Linked DNA regions of Mus musculus: region 2 is linked to region 1. A link is a contact called in public Hi-C data. All regions are on one chromosome and are shown on one strand. Each heading gives the region's core, a stretch centred on a gene start, on an enhancer-like site or on the middle of the called end of the contact. The rest is flanking DNA. Distances are from core to core; before and after follow the strand shown.

Evidence for each region. A called contact is a pair of places that touch in the nucleus more often than the background predicts.
Region 2: a Hi-C map of liver shows a contact between it and region 1, with 4 times the contacts expected there. The contact joins two enhancer-like sites. A contact is called at or near these places in 1 of 15 datasets of contacts at CTCF or cohesin (the NIH/3T3 cell line), 2 of 484 Hi-C or Micro-C datasets (bone marrow-derived macrophages and liver) and 5 of 115 datasets of contacts at active chromatin or transcription factors (CD8 T cells, embryonic basal ganglia, extraembryonic endoderm stem cells and 2 more).

Annotation. Positions count from the first base shown.
Region 1 is chr15:67,148,280-67,154,426 of GRCm38.p6, reverse strand. It overlaps St3gal1 (ST3 beta-galactoside alpha-2,3-sialyltransferase 1), which reads left to right. Exons shown (of 9, transcript NM_009177.4): 2 at 1,257-1,384. Among named protein-coding and RNA genes, the nearest start is that of Gm31400, 19 kb to the left of the region's middle. Within about 2 kb of position 3,071, at least 59 of the 459 cell types and tissues checked have an H3K27ac peak or open chromatin away from gene starts, as enhancers often do. A contact at or near this core is called in liver and regulatory T cells, where this site is marked.
Region 2 is chr15:67,403,146-67,409,292 of GRCm38.p6, reverse strand. No RefSeq gene overlaps it. Among named protein-coding and RNA genes, the nearest start is that of 1700012I11Rik, 180 kb to the right of the region's middle. Within about 2 kb of position 3,567, at least 34 of the 459 cell types and tissues checked have an H3K27ac peak or open chromatin away from gene starts, as enhancers often do. A contact at or near this core is called in liver and regulatory T cells, where this site is marked.

The DNA of each region.
Region 1 (6,147 bases), core at 1,822-4,321:
TCTTGAACTCCTTCCCCCTCTTGCCAACCGAGTATCATCCATAGGCCAGCTTCCTTCCTAATTTGCCATAGACCGCTATGGAGAGGTACCAGGGTGAGTTTGTTAGTTGGCAGTCCTTCCCTGCAAGATGCATATTTCAGACCCCAGGGCCTGATCCAGGCCACCGTTCTCATCTTCGTGACTCTGGGCAGCTGCATACTTCCGATCTACTTAGTTTAGCTGGGACTTGTCCTGTAGGATTGTCACACAAGCAGATCTGGTGCTTACCTAGGCTAGCCAGGGAGCTAGCCCTCTCTCTGTGTGTGATGTTTGCATCTTCCATAGGGCTGTAAAAGCCAGTGACTGTGGTATCAGTCTCTGTAGTGATGAGGAAGTAGATTTGTTCCATGAGTACTGTTTGGGGTGTGTGTAATCCTAGAGGTGGAACTGAGACCTAGTGAATGCTAGAAATATGTGCTCTGCTGCTAAGCTACACCCAATACCTGCTGTTGTCTGAGTTTGAGCCGTTGTGCTCCATCTGCTGTTTCACTACTGCAAAGTCAATCTCAGGATTGAAAGGTGAAGAACTGGACTCTACCTGTGAGGAACAGCAGAACCACTTTGCACACAGATAGTACAGGGAAATTGGAATCCCCTCTGCAGCGATGGTCCTGGTGGGACAGTGCAAGCCGTTTCCTGTTCTCTACTGCTCTTCTTGTGCTATATTAATTTGCATGCTCTTCAAATCCACAATTTGAGGACTATGACCTTGGTGACGTCATGAAGACAGTGCGGAGCTGAGGACTGGCCAAAAGAGATCATTGACTCTCCACCGTTGCTCACTACCCAATAATCCTCTGAAATTTTCAGGCTGGCATTCTTTTTCTGGCTTTTGGGAACACTTCCCTCAAGACTTTTGCTTTTATAAAAGAGACGTCTGATGGGTAGTTGTGGTTAACAGCTCTTACCTCCTTCCTTCCACACCCTTCTCTCAGAATGACTTGGTCCCTTTTACCTCCATTCTTCCAAGTGTCCCTTACGCCCTGTGCCCCATCACCCTGCATTTTCCGGGCAGTTGTCTGACTCTCACTGCTTGCAAGCAGGAGTTATAGTTGGTTGGGATTCTGTCCCTATATGGGACAGTGGCGCTGTTGGAACTCCCTGCGCAGTCTGAAGGTTTTGGTGGGCTGGACAGTAGGTGGATTCTTTGTCACTGTCTTCAGAATCTCAAAAAGGCCCAAACTAACTTGTACTTTCTCTGTGTTCTCCATTTTCAGGTTTGACTCTGCTGAGCTAGCAATGCCATCAAAGAGCAACTGGCACCTGTTGGATCTGTGAGCCAGAGCTGTGGGGCCGGGCAGTTGTATCTGTGAGCCAGGGGCAGACAGTGGCTCGGCTTCCTGAGGTAAGTGGCTGTTTTTCCTGTCTGAGGAAGATGTGCTAGCTTTTCCAGACTCTCCCACAAGGCTGTGCTGTGGGTTGCATTGATGGGTGAGAAAAATACGCTGTTCTTTCCATCCTTTGGAATTATGTTCAGGGATCTCACAGGGGATGAGACATGTGCTGTTTTCCAGACTCTTCTGTGGGTTGAGTAGCAAAGCCAGGGGGTGTCGCCCTGTTTTCTTAGACTCTTTGTAGCGTGGCCTTCCTGGCTGCCTGGTGGAGCAGCTTCCTCAGAGGGGAACCATTCTCCCTGTGAAGTTCAGAGCAGGCTTGTGATAGAGAACTTTGCAGTTCTCCTGGATATTGAGAAGAGACATCTGAATTGTGAAAGTTCTTCCCCATGACACGTGATTGTCAGTACAAGTACGACCCAGCCTGACATTGCTGCTCTGTAGGCCAAGTGTTACATGCGGCCTCTGAGGACAAGCCTGATGAGACTCGCTTGCTTTGCGTCTTACACATCTAGATCTGAAGATGGGCTGGCTGTTGTCTACAGTCATCGTCCAGCAGCGTGCCTTGACGCCTCCCAGGGGAGAATGGTGTGGCAGGCACAAAGGAGTCCTGGGTATATGCATGATTGTGAAGACACGGTGGGTGGGAATGGCTTCAGATATAGCAGTGGATGCTTGCTCACATCTAGGCAGGTCAGATAGATGTAGAAGCTGGAAAGAGAGTTATGGCAGGAACTAGAGCTGAGCTATAACCCATAAACACAGAGAGAGAAAGAGAGAGAGAGAGAGAGAGAGAGAGAGAGAGAGTTCCACAGCCACTCCTTAAAGGTTCCATAACTCCCCAAATGGGGTCGCCAGCTAGGAATCAATCATTCAAACATGTAAGACTATAAGATGAGGACATCTCACCTACAAACTTTAACAATACGAAAGTGTTTGTTCCCATGGTTACAGGTCTCTAGCTCTGGCAATGGCCAGCTGCATTTTGTTGATGAACACCTCTCCCTTGCTCCCCATGACTCCTGTGTATGATCCACATCACCCACAGACAATCTTATTTTTTTAAAAAAATATACCAACAATACCTAGCAATGCCTGAATATGCATGCATGTGAAAACACAGTACATGGCTTCTTGTCCTGAGTTCGGAGTGGGAGGGAGACTTGAGAACTTTCTTTTCGTGTCTTAAATCTACCTAGCTGAGCTGCATTAGCAAGGACGCCTTAATTTAAACACAGCTGTCTTCCCAACATCACTTGACAAATACTAGTTACCCCCGTGTGTCTGAAAGTGCTTTGAGTTATTGAATATATCTAGACGGTGTCCCAGAGAGTTCATGTCCTAGCCTGGAGTGGCTGAGGGGAAGAAGGAAGTATGCATCAAAGTGGCAGGATAGTGGGCAAGGGCACCAGGGTATGGAGGTTTGCAACTGTGGGTGCACCTGAGGTCTGTTCAGGTGTCTGTGGGGAGCCCGACCCCACTGCTGATGGGTGAGAAACGGTTGGAGGGAAGAGAGAGGGACTGTTGGTCACGACTCATGATGGGCATGTTTCCTCCTTAGTAGGAACTATGATCTTGTAGAGGGCTGGGACTGTCCCTGCCTCCACACATTCAGGCAGAGACATGTGCATGGAAGCTCTCAGTGCTAAGTTATTTCCTCTAAAAACAACAGGCTGTGTTATCAGCCAGACCAGAGACAGGCTGCAGGCAAGACTTTCCGTAACTGAGATAAGAGGGCATGTTGGCGGCCCGCAGATACTGACCTGGAGGGGGGGGGGGAGCTTGGGGAATTTTCATTGTTGATAGCCTTTGAGAAGAGTGGGGCAGTGTCAAGAGCAGGTGCCCCTTCCCTGGAAGAGGGGAGCCACAAACAAGGGAGAATCTTTGCATGTTCGCAAGGCTGTCAGGTAGTGAAGGATTAGCTGGTAAGGGCAATTTAATGAGTGAGCCTAGTGGAGAATGAGTAGGAAAAGGAGATAGCTATTGTGGCTGTCTGTACATCCCAAGCTCCGTTTCTTGGCAGGCACTCAGGGGTGCCTCCAGCCCTGGGGCTTTGTTCGGTGTGGAAGGTGAAAGGAGTCAGCAGGCCCCATACCTCTGGGATGCTTCTGTTAGCCCAGGCAGGGAAAAATAGAATCACCAGTCAGTGGCAGGCACAGAGTGTAGTTTTGGCTTTGTGGAGGCTGTGGCATGTGCGGTTTGGAGTTCTCGGTAAAGACATAATATATTGCCATAGATTTAAAATAAAATATAAGCCTTGATAAGTGGGGTGCTCTGGGGGCCAGGTACCTTTCTCCTGGGTGAGGGCCATTCTCCAGAGATTTGCAGCTGAGGGATTATCTGGCTTTCTCTTCTGGGTATCTGGAGCTTTCAGGTGATGAACTGGTCATCTGCTAATGCCTAGACACACACTCAGAAGGAGGCCATTTGGGAAGGACAGGAATATTCACAATGGCATCTGGTAACATGGGTGTTCCTGGGTTTGTCTTCTGGCTGATGAAGATGGGTTGCAGTCTCTTGTTCCTTTCATGCTGCTGGGATGCTCAAAGACACAGTCTATACAATTTTTAGGCCAACTGTGGTGGTTTAAGGGTGTCCTGGCCCCAGATAATTCTATTGACTGGCTTAGTCACCAAGGAGTGGAACTGTTTGAGAAGGAGTAGAAGAATTAGAAGGTGTGACCTTGTTGAAAGACATATGTTGCTGGGGGGTGGTCTTTAAGGGTTCAAAAGCCTCTCTCTCTCTCTCTCTCTCTCTCTCTCTCTCTCTCTCTCTCTGCATGTTGCCTTCAGATCAGGCTGTATAGCTCTTGGCTACTGCTCCAGCACTATGCCTATCTGCTTCTTGCCATGATGATCATGAACTAATGCTTAAAAACTCTGATTAAGCCCTCAATTAGATGCTTTTCTTTCATAGGTAGGAGTTGCCTTGGTCATGGTGTTTGTTCGTAGCAGTAGAACAGTATCGAAGACACTGACCTAGAGATTCCACTTCGAGGCTGCATCCCAAGGACCAACTGAACTACAGAAGGGCTGAGCTGAGTGTGGGTGGAGCCTGTGGGAGTACCTTCAAAGGCTTGGCTAGAGCTCATTTCTTAGAGCACATGGCCAGTCACTGTGGGAACTAGCTACCTACAAGCCAGGTGCACTCCACTTATCAAGAGCTTGCATTTTGTTTTAAATGAGTGGCTTTGTATAATGTTTCCGTAGCAACAACTCCAAACCAATTGAGCCTTTTATGGAACAGGGGCACAGGGTGGTTTAGTAACCCACAGACAAGTGGTTCTGAGATGGTCTTTAGAAGTTGTGGCGTGCTTCCAGAGCCTCACCCACCAGCTCTATTGCCTTTTCAGGATCCCTGCTCCTAATTTTTTATAGCTTCTAATGCCTGAAAAAATAGCCTGAATGGCCAAGTTCAGGAACAGGTTTAAATGGGGTGCAACTTAGAATGGAATCATTCATAATGGGTGCGTGTAGAGTTTTCCCTAGAGCACTGGAATGTTCCAGGTATTAGGTGCTAAGGGGAAAGTCTCGCTTGTGGATAGAAAACAGTGAATACTGGGGGCTGGTGATGTAGAGTTCTCTCTCGGGCTTGTATACCTTCAGCTGTGCTTGTTACAGCAGGCTCATTTATCCACATTCATGAGCACCTGTTCCATTGTTCCAATCCTGAGACAACAGTGGCTTTTAAAGGTCAGGACCAGGAGTGTTCCTGCACGTGTGACTGCTCACTATCCAGCTTGTCGTGGGCTCTCTGCTATTACCTGCTTCTTCACTGTTGTACCGGATGTAATGCGCATCAGCCTCCCTTGGATCCAACACGTCACTTCAATGGACAATGGATATTTTCTGTCAACCACGGCAGCCAGTCCCAGTGTCACAGGGTGAGGGAGCATAACCACGGGCATGGAAATTTTGCAGGTGCTTTTAGAAGCCAACCCTACACAGAGTTCTTCACTGTTCACGGATGGCCAGCTTTTGGTCTGGCCACACCCAGCTGGTTGGAGGTATTCAGGCATTTACGAGTTCTGCAGATAATCTTGGTTTCAGGAGTAGTTTCTATCTGTATCCTTCCTCCTTCTAATGTTCATGCCTATGATTGCCCTGGTATAGAGTCTGAGTTCTGTGAGAGGAAGGAAAATCCTCAAAGTCTCCTCAGACTTCTCAGTCTCAGCTCTCCCAGTCTCACCCCTCCTGTGAGGCACAAAGCAGTCCATCTTCAGAACAGTGATTGTTACTGTGGCACAGCAAATCACGGTTCTGCTACTCACTGAGATATCCTGACCTCAGTTTCCTTACCTGTGAAATGGACAGAATAGCTAATGATACCGTAAATTAGTTGATATACAGAAACTTACTCAGAGTCCTTCTAGATGGATCTCACTCTGACGGACTGTATGAAACAGAAGAGTCACCAGTACGTATTGATCCAAGCTCAACTCTTGCTCCAGAGGGAAGGAAAGTTTATTCTGAGCCAAATACAAGTGACCGTGGATCAGGAACACAGACTTGGGTTGCCCCAAATGAAGTATTTTTCCTGTTTACTGCTAACATGGACTCTATAGTCACAGAACAAAAGAATGTCATAGAAAAATGCATATACTCAAAACTTCAGTGGGGACATCAGGTGGGCAGGTTCCAGCAAAGGGGGCAGGCTATCCCTGCTGTAGATTTCAGAGGCACTCTGATGACGTGCTTAGCTTTTAACTTGGTGAAAGCTGGTCGTGTGTTAATACACACTCAGGGTCTCACTTGAAGTTAGAATAATGTTAGGT
Region 2 (6,147 bases), core at 2,318-4,817, 250 kb before region 1:
CTGACACACATCTACATCTTCCTGTTTACTCAATTCTTCAATAGACAGTTTTTAAATCCACACTACGGGTTAGGTGGCAGAGATGCAAAACCAATCAAAAGAAGACAAGCTCTCCCTGTTTTTGCATGCGTAGAGTCCGATGAATTAACCAATGAAGGCAAGTGTCCGACTACAGCCTTGACCACCATTAGGAAGGAAGCTGCATTGCTAAGTGAGAAGCCAGACCCAGTGGGAGGTTGGGGGTGGGGCAAATCCCTTATAATGTGACACCAAGAGGAGGGGGTGGAAAGGGGACATTAATCAGACAAGGGGAATAGAAAAAGTCGTTCTGGCAGAGACTAGAATATCTGCAAGTTCCAGGAGGGACTGAGCGCGGGGATTTAAACAAAGGGCCACAGGGCTTTAGAGGGGGTCTGTGGGTCTGGAGTTTGATTGGGGCATGGTGTCAAGAGATATAAGACAAGCAGGAGTGGCAAGCAGATGCTCAGTTCTCACTCGTGTTTCTGCTTGTGACTCTCATTTTAGCATTCTTCACTCAGTCCCCAAAGAAACAGCCAGAGAGAACATGAGCAGGAGCCAAATGAGTTCACAAATCCTCAACCCAGTGCTTACAGTATCCAGCCTTGAATGTTTCATTAAGGGGAGTAAGTGAATGTAAATTGTCTGAGCTCTAATTTACTATAACTTGAAAAATATACCCTAAGTGATTTGAGCATCAGGGATATATCTCTGTCAAACAGACATGGGATAGCTCCATCAGAACATTCAGTATGTGTTAGGCCCAGAACACAGTAAGACCCTAACATTTGTTTGCTGTGACTAACTAACTATCACCACCACCATCATCATTGTCACCTTCTTAGAAGGGGGAACAAAATAGCCACGGGAGGAGATACAGAGACAAAGTGTGGAGCAAGGACTGAAGGAAAGGTCATCCAGAGACTGCCCCACATGGGGATCCATCTCACATACAGTCACCAAACCCAGACACTATTGTGGATGCCAACAAGTGCTTGCTGGCAGGATCCTGATATAGCTGTCTCCTGAAAGACTCCGACAGTGCCAGACAAATACAGAGGTGGATGCTCTCAGCCAACCTTTAGACTGAGCACAAGGTCCCTTATGGAGGAGCTAGAGAAAGGACCTAAAGAGCTGAAGGAGCTTGCAGCCCCCTAGGAGGAACAACAATATGAACCAACCAGTATCCCCAGAGCTTCCAGGGACTAAACAACCAACCAAAGAGTACACATGGAGAGACCCATGGCTCCATCTGCATATGTAGCCAAGGATGGCCTTGTTGTACATCTATGGGAGGGGAGGCCCTTTGTCCTGAGAAGGCTCAGTGCCCCAGTGTAGGGGAATGCCAGGACAGGGAAACAGGAGTGGGTGGGTTGGTGAGCAAGGGGAGGGGTATGGTATAGGGGGTTTTCGGAGGGAAAACCAGGAAAGGAGAGAGCATTTGAAATGTAAATAAAGAAAATATCTAAATAAAGAGAGAGAGAGAGAGAGAGAAAACTAAATCATTTCCCAAGAGATCAAGAGCAGGCCACCTTTTTCTCTTTGTTTTCAACATCTTTATGAATTAAATTGTCACATCAGTCTTTCTCTTGTCATTTAAAACCTAGAATCTACAAGAGTACTTCAGAAAGACTGGACCACATCGGCACAGGTCACTTCTCTATGACAAGAGCAGAAGCTAGCCAGAAAGCATATGCCTGCACAAGAGTTGGCACCTGTCTGTTCTCAAGAGATATCACCTGCAGCCTCAGGTCTCCTGGGGTACCTGGCTCTCTTGACACCATGTGGCAGGGAAAAAGATCAGTTACAAAGCTGGGGTCAGAAAATGCTGAGTCAGGCAGGGCAGGGTAATATGAGCAAATCAACAGACTGATTTGCAGAGTCCAAATCAGAGAATAAAGCCCTGTGCTTTCTGTCACCGGGGCCTTTGTGACAGAATGATGGCAGGCAGGAATGTCCTCCAGTGAACTCCCTTCACAGACCTCTCAACACAGGCAGGCCACCTGTCTTGATGTGGGAACCTCAGCCTCCTTAGCTTTGGGAGTGTGATGGCTAAGGTGTGGTCCCTGTGCCTGGCTCTGGGGAGTTCTGGGTGCTCCATGTAGGCCAGATGGAGGAAGAATTTCAGATCAAGTGGAGACTAATGCAATCTAAAATAATGTGGTAGAAAGAAATGATCAGACAGCTCCGACTGTGGGTTTCAGAGTCAGACTGCCTGGGTTAAGTGGGAGCCTGCCATTCTCCAGCAACCTCTTGAACAAGTGACCTGATATCTCAGTGCCTCATTTTTCTTTCCTGTTGAATGGAATCATACACATATCTGCTCCATGAGGCTATAGAGAAGACAACAGGGAAATTTATAAATAAATAAATAGGAAAAAAATAGGCATGACTTTAGGTCATGTCAAACACATAGTAACTGCTCAGAAATTACTGACTCCACTAGCTAATGATATCTTCCCAGATCAGACTTCAAGGATGTTTAGGCTGAACAGTCACTTCACTCAGCATGATGTTCTGATGGGCTCTCCATTAAGTGTATCTTCTTCTTTCTCTGTGTTTATTATTATTATTATTAATATTAATATTTATTTCAGATATAATATGTTATACATATTATGTAAATATATAATTTTATATCACATAATTAATAAATAAGTAAAAACTATTGATAATTTTTGGACAGACAAGTCCACATGTTTTTATCTTTCTTTGGGATTCACAGATAGAGCTGGCCCCATGACTAGCATTTATGGGGTCACTTTGGTCCCATGTCCTACCCTGGGAATTTTGCAGACTCATACCTGAGGTTGTCCCTTTGAAGTGTGTGCTTCATACCACCTTGGGAATGATTGGAAGAGCAGAGCCTTTCTCTTGCTCAGCCACGAGGCTTACTCTCAGGTATTTCAACCATAGGGCCTTCCAAACCAGTGCTACTATTAAACCAACATCCCCCACCTGATTTACTTTCCCCTATCCACCATAAGTCAAGCTGTCTTCGTCATTGTGTCCCTGGTTGGATGGCCATTATGTACCTGGGTAGCTAAGGTAGCTTTGTAAAATATACCCACCAAACAAACATAGACTAATTATGTTTATCAATCACTTTAACAAAATAGTTTATCAAGATATAAAATAGTCTACAGCAGAAGTACAGAAGTGGTAGCTTGTCTGAATAATTTTCCTGACATATGTGTTTTTATAGCTAACATGCACACACACACACACACACACACACACACACACACACACACACACACAGAGTATTAGTACTCTCAAGTAGTAATTTTCCCTAAAGTCCCCAGTGCATGGCATTTTCAATCTATTTGGCAATACTGAACCTTAGCCTCCCACAGGTCCTTCTAAGGTAAAACACATGTCCTGTAAAGGGTTAGGCTCCATCCTCTCCCTTGGCAGATTTCAAAGCTAGTTCACTGACACAGTTATCTCTGGCCCCCAACATCAATGCCCCTGGCAGCTTCCTACGACATGCAGGCTTTGAGCTTGTGACTTCTGGTTTCAGCTCAGAGCAGGGCCTGGCACAACACTAAAAGTCATTGGGCTTGTAGCCAAAAGTGCCACGTGTCTTCAGCTCTCTCACTACATCAAGAGACAGAACATAGAACAAGACTTCTGAGTCAGATGACAGGCAGCACTTCCAGGACCCAAGGATTAGCTGTATGATAATATAGAGCAGAGATGCCTGCTGGTTCCTCAACTGTAAGATTGGGGTAGCATGACTGGCCTGACTACTAGTTCACAATAAAAGTTGCATTATAAAAGTTATACCAGATGTAGAATAAGACTTAAAGCACCAATAACCTGTGTAGGGGCCCATGGCTTAGAGGGTGTCTAGGAGACGTGAGGCCAGATGCCAAGTGAGTCAGAATCCTCTGAGGCAGGGGCTCGAGAAGATCTTACTAGGGCTTTAGCACCAGGAAGCACATGGATGAACGTGGATTAACTTCATCCTGGAAAAAGATGGAATTTCAGCCAGTAGATCACTCAGCTGCCTAGTGACACACAATGTGGTGTCACCACAGGCAGCACTGGGAGGAATTTCTACCTCCAACACTGTGATCTCAGGGCAGCAGCAGCAGTTGGCAAAGAAGTGAGTGTCAAGGAGCTAGGGAGAGGCATGAAGCCAGGACTGATGGACATTAGCACTTTAGCCTTGTAAGGTCCTTGGGTCATAAACAAGAACAGAGTGAAAGGTCTAAAAAGCCAAACTAAGAACTGAAAGCTGTGGGGTCACCTAGGATTCCAAACTACACATAGATCATATATATATATATATATATGTATATATATGTATGTATGTATATATATATATATATAATGTAGACATAGATGTGCATATGTATATACACAAATATTTTATATATGTGCACATATTATCATATAGATAACAGATAATATATGTGTGCACTAATGTGTTTTATATATATACATAAAACATATGTATATACATATATGTATATTTAAGCGTATATGTAATTGTATATCTAATATAGTTTGAGCCTTGGAGCATGATTTTATATATACAGTGAAAGAGACAAAATAACTCACGTGTATCTTCCAACTCAGTAAAGCATTGAAGGAGAGGGTCCAAAGCCTTGACAATAGGCAATAGGCTCCATTATAATGGTAGCAAGCCATAGAAATGAAACTGGACATTCACAAGCCCTTAGTATCTGGTGCTCAGGTAGTGAGTAACACACTAGCATCTTATTTTACTTTTTTTTTCTTATTTTACTTTTACTTTAATCATTTAATGTTTCATTTTTTCTAGATGGAAAAAACTCATTTATTTCTCCTCACAACTCTGAGCTGGACACTACCAGTGCTGATACAAGTCATGGAGAGACAAGATAAGAGAGGGACAGCTGCTCCCTGGAAGCGTCCAGCATATTGCAAGGGTGAGGGTGGGAATTTGGGTTCAAACCCACAGCCATGCTATCAAACTCTCAAGGGTGAGAACACTCATGATCCTGTTCTCACCCCCCCCCCATCTCTTGTTCTCTATCTCCCTCCCTTGTCTCTACGTACTGTAAAACAAAATCTCAAGTGGGCTTCAAACAATGGACCCACATGTCTCCTCTCAAGGCCACTTTATTTCTATCCTGGAAAAAAATGTCCTTAGAGGCCAAGCAAAGTATGGAAAGGAGTTAGGCAAGGAAGGAATACCTTCCCCAACTATCACCAAAGGTTCAGTACTTCCAGGATTCGGAAGGTGATCAGAGAAGCCTCCTTCCCCTCCCCTTCAACTCTCCTGTAACCAGGAGCTGCACATACTCTTCCAGGACCAAGTTTCCTGGACACCACCTACTTCCCACCACAGGTTGCCCCAAAGCCCTAGAAACTGAATGTTAGCTTTTAATGCAGCTGCCTCCCTGGGATTTGTGGATGCCAGGGTGGCTTTCCACCAGCATCCTTTAATTAGTAGTGCCAAGGTTACAGTGGCAAGAGCCAACATGGCCTGCCTCCCATGCTAAGCAGTGCCAACTTCAGAACAATAGACATATTATAGGCAACATGAGACAGAGCTTCGTCAACCTTACTCATCTACTGATAGACAACTGGAAATGACCCTCCATTTTGACCTTCTCGACTTTCAGACCTTTAACAATCTGTTTCCCTTTTCTCTGTCTGCACCCCCAAACTAAGAGCACCATCTGAGCCAGGCATGAGGGAGTTATAAGGAAAGAGCCAAGCTTTACTAGGTGACTCTTTCCCAGAGCAGATTCCTGTAGTATCAGAGACTCGGCTTTAAAAACATAGACTCCTTAGCTTCACAGCTTCAGGTCTCTTGTGTCTTAAAAACCATAGAGAAGGGCTGGGAAATGGCTCAGTGGATAAGAGTGCTTGGCCTTGTAAGAGTGAGAACCTAAATTCAAACCCACCCACGGTACTAACATAATAGGTTAAGCATGAACATGCTTGTAACCCCAGCATTAGCAAGGATCCTGGGCGTTTACAGAAAAGTCAGCCTAGCCAAAATGGTGAGCTTCTACATCAGTAAGAGATCCCCGCCTCAAGGCAATACAGCAGATATCCAGTGTCTTGCTTTGCCCTTGACATGTCTCCCTCCCCCATCCAACAGTGGACAACGTACACACACACACACAC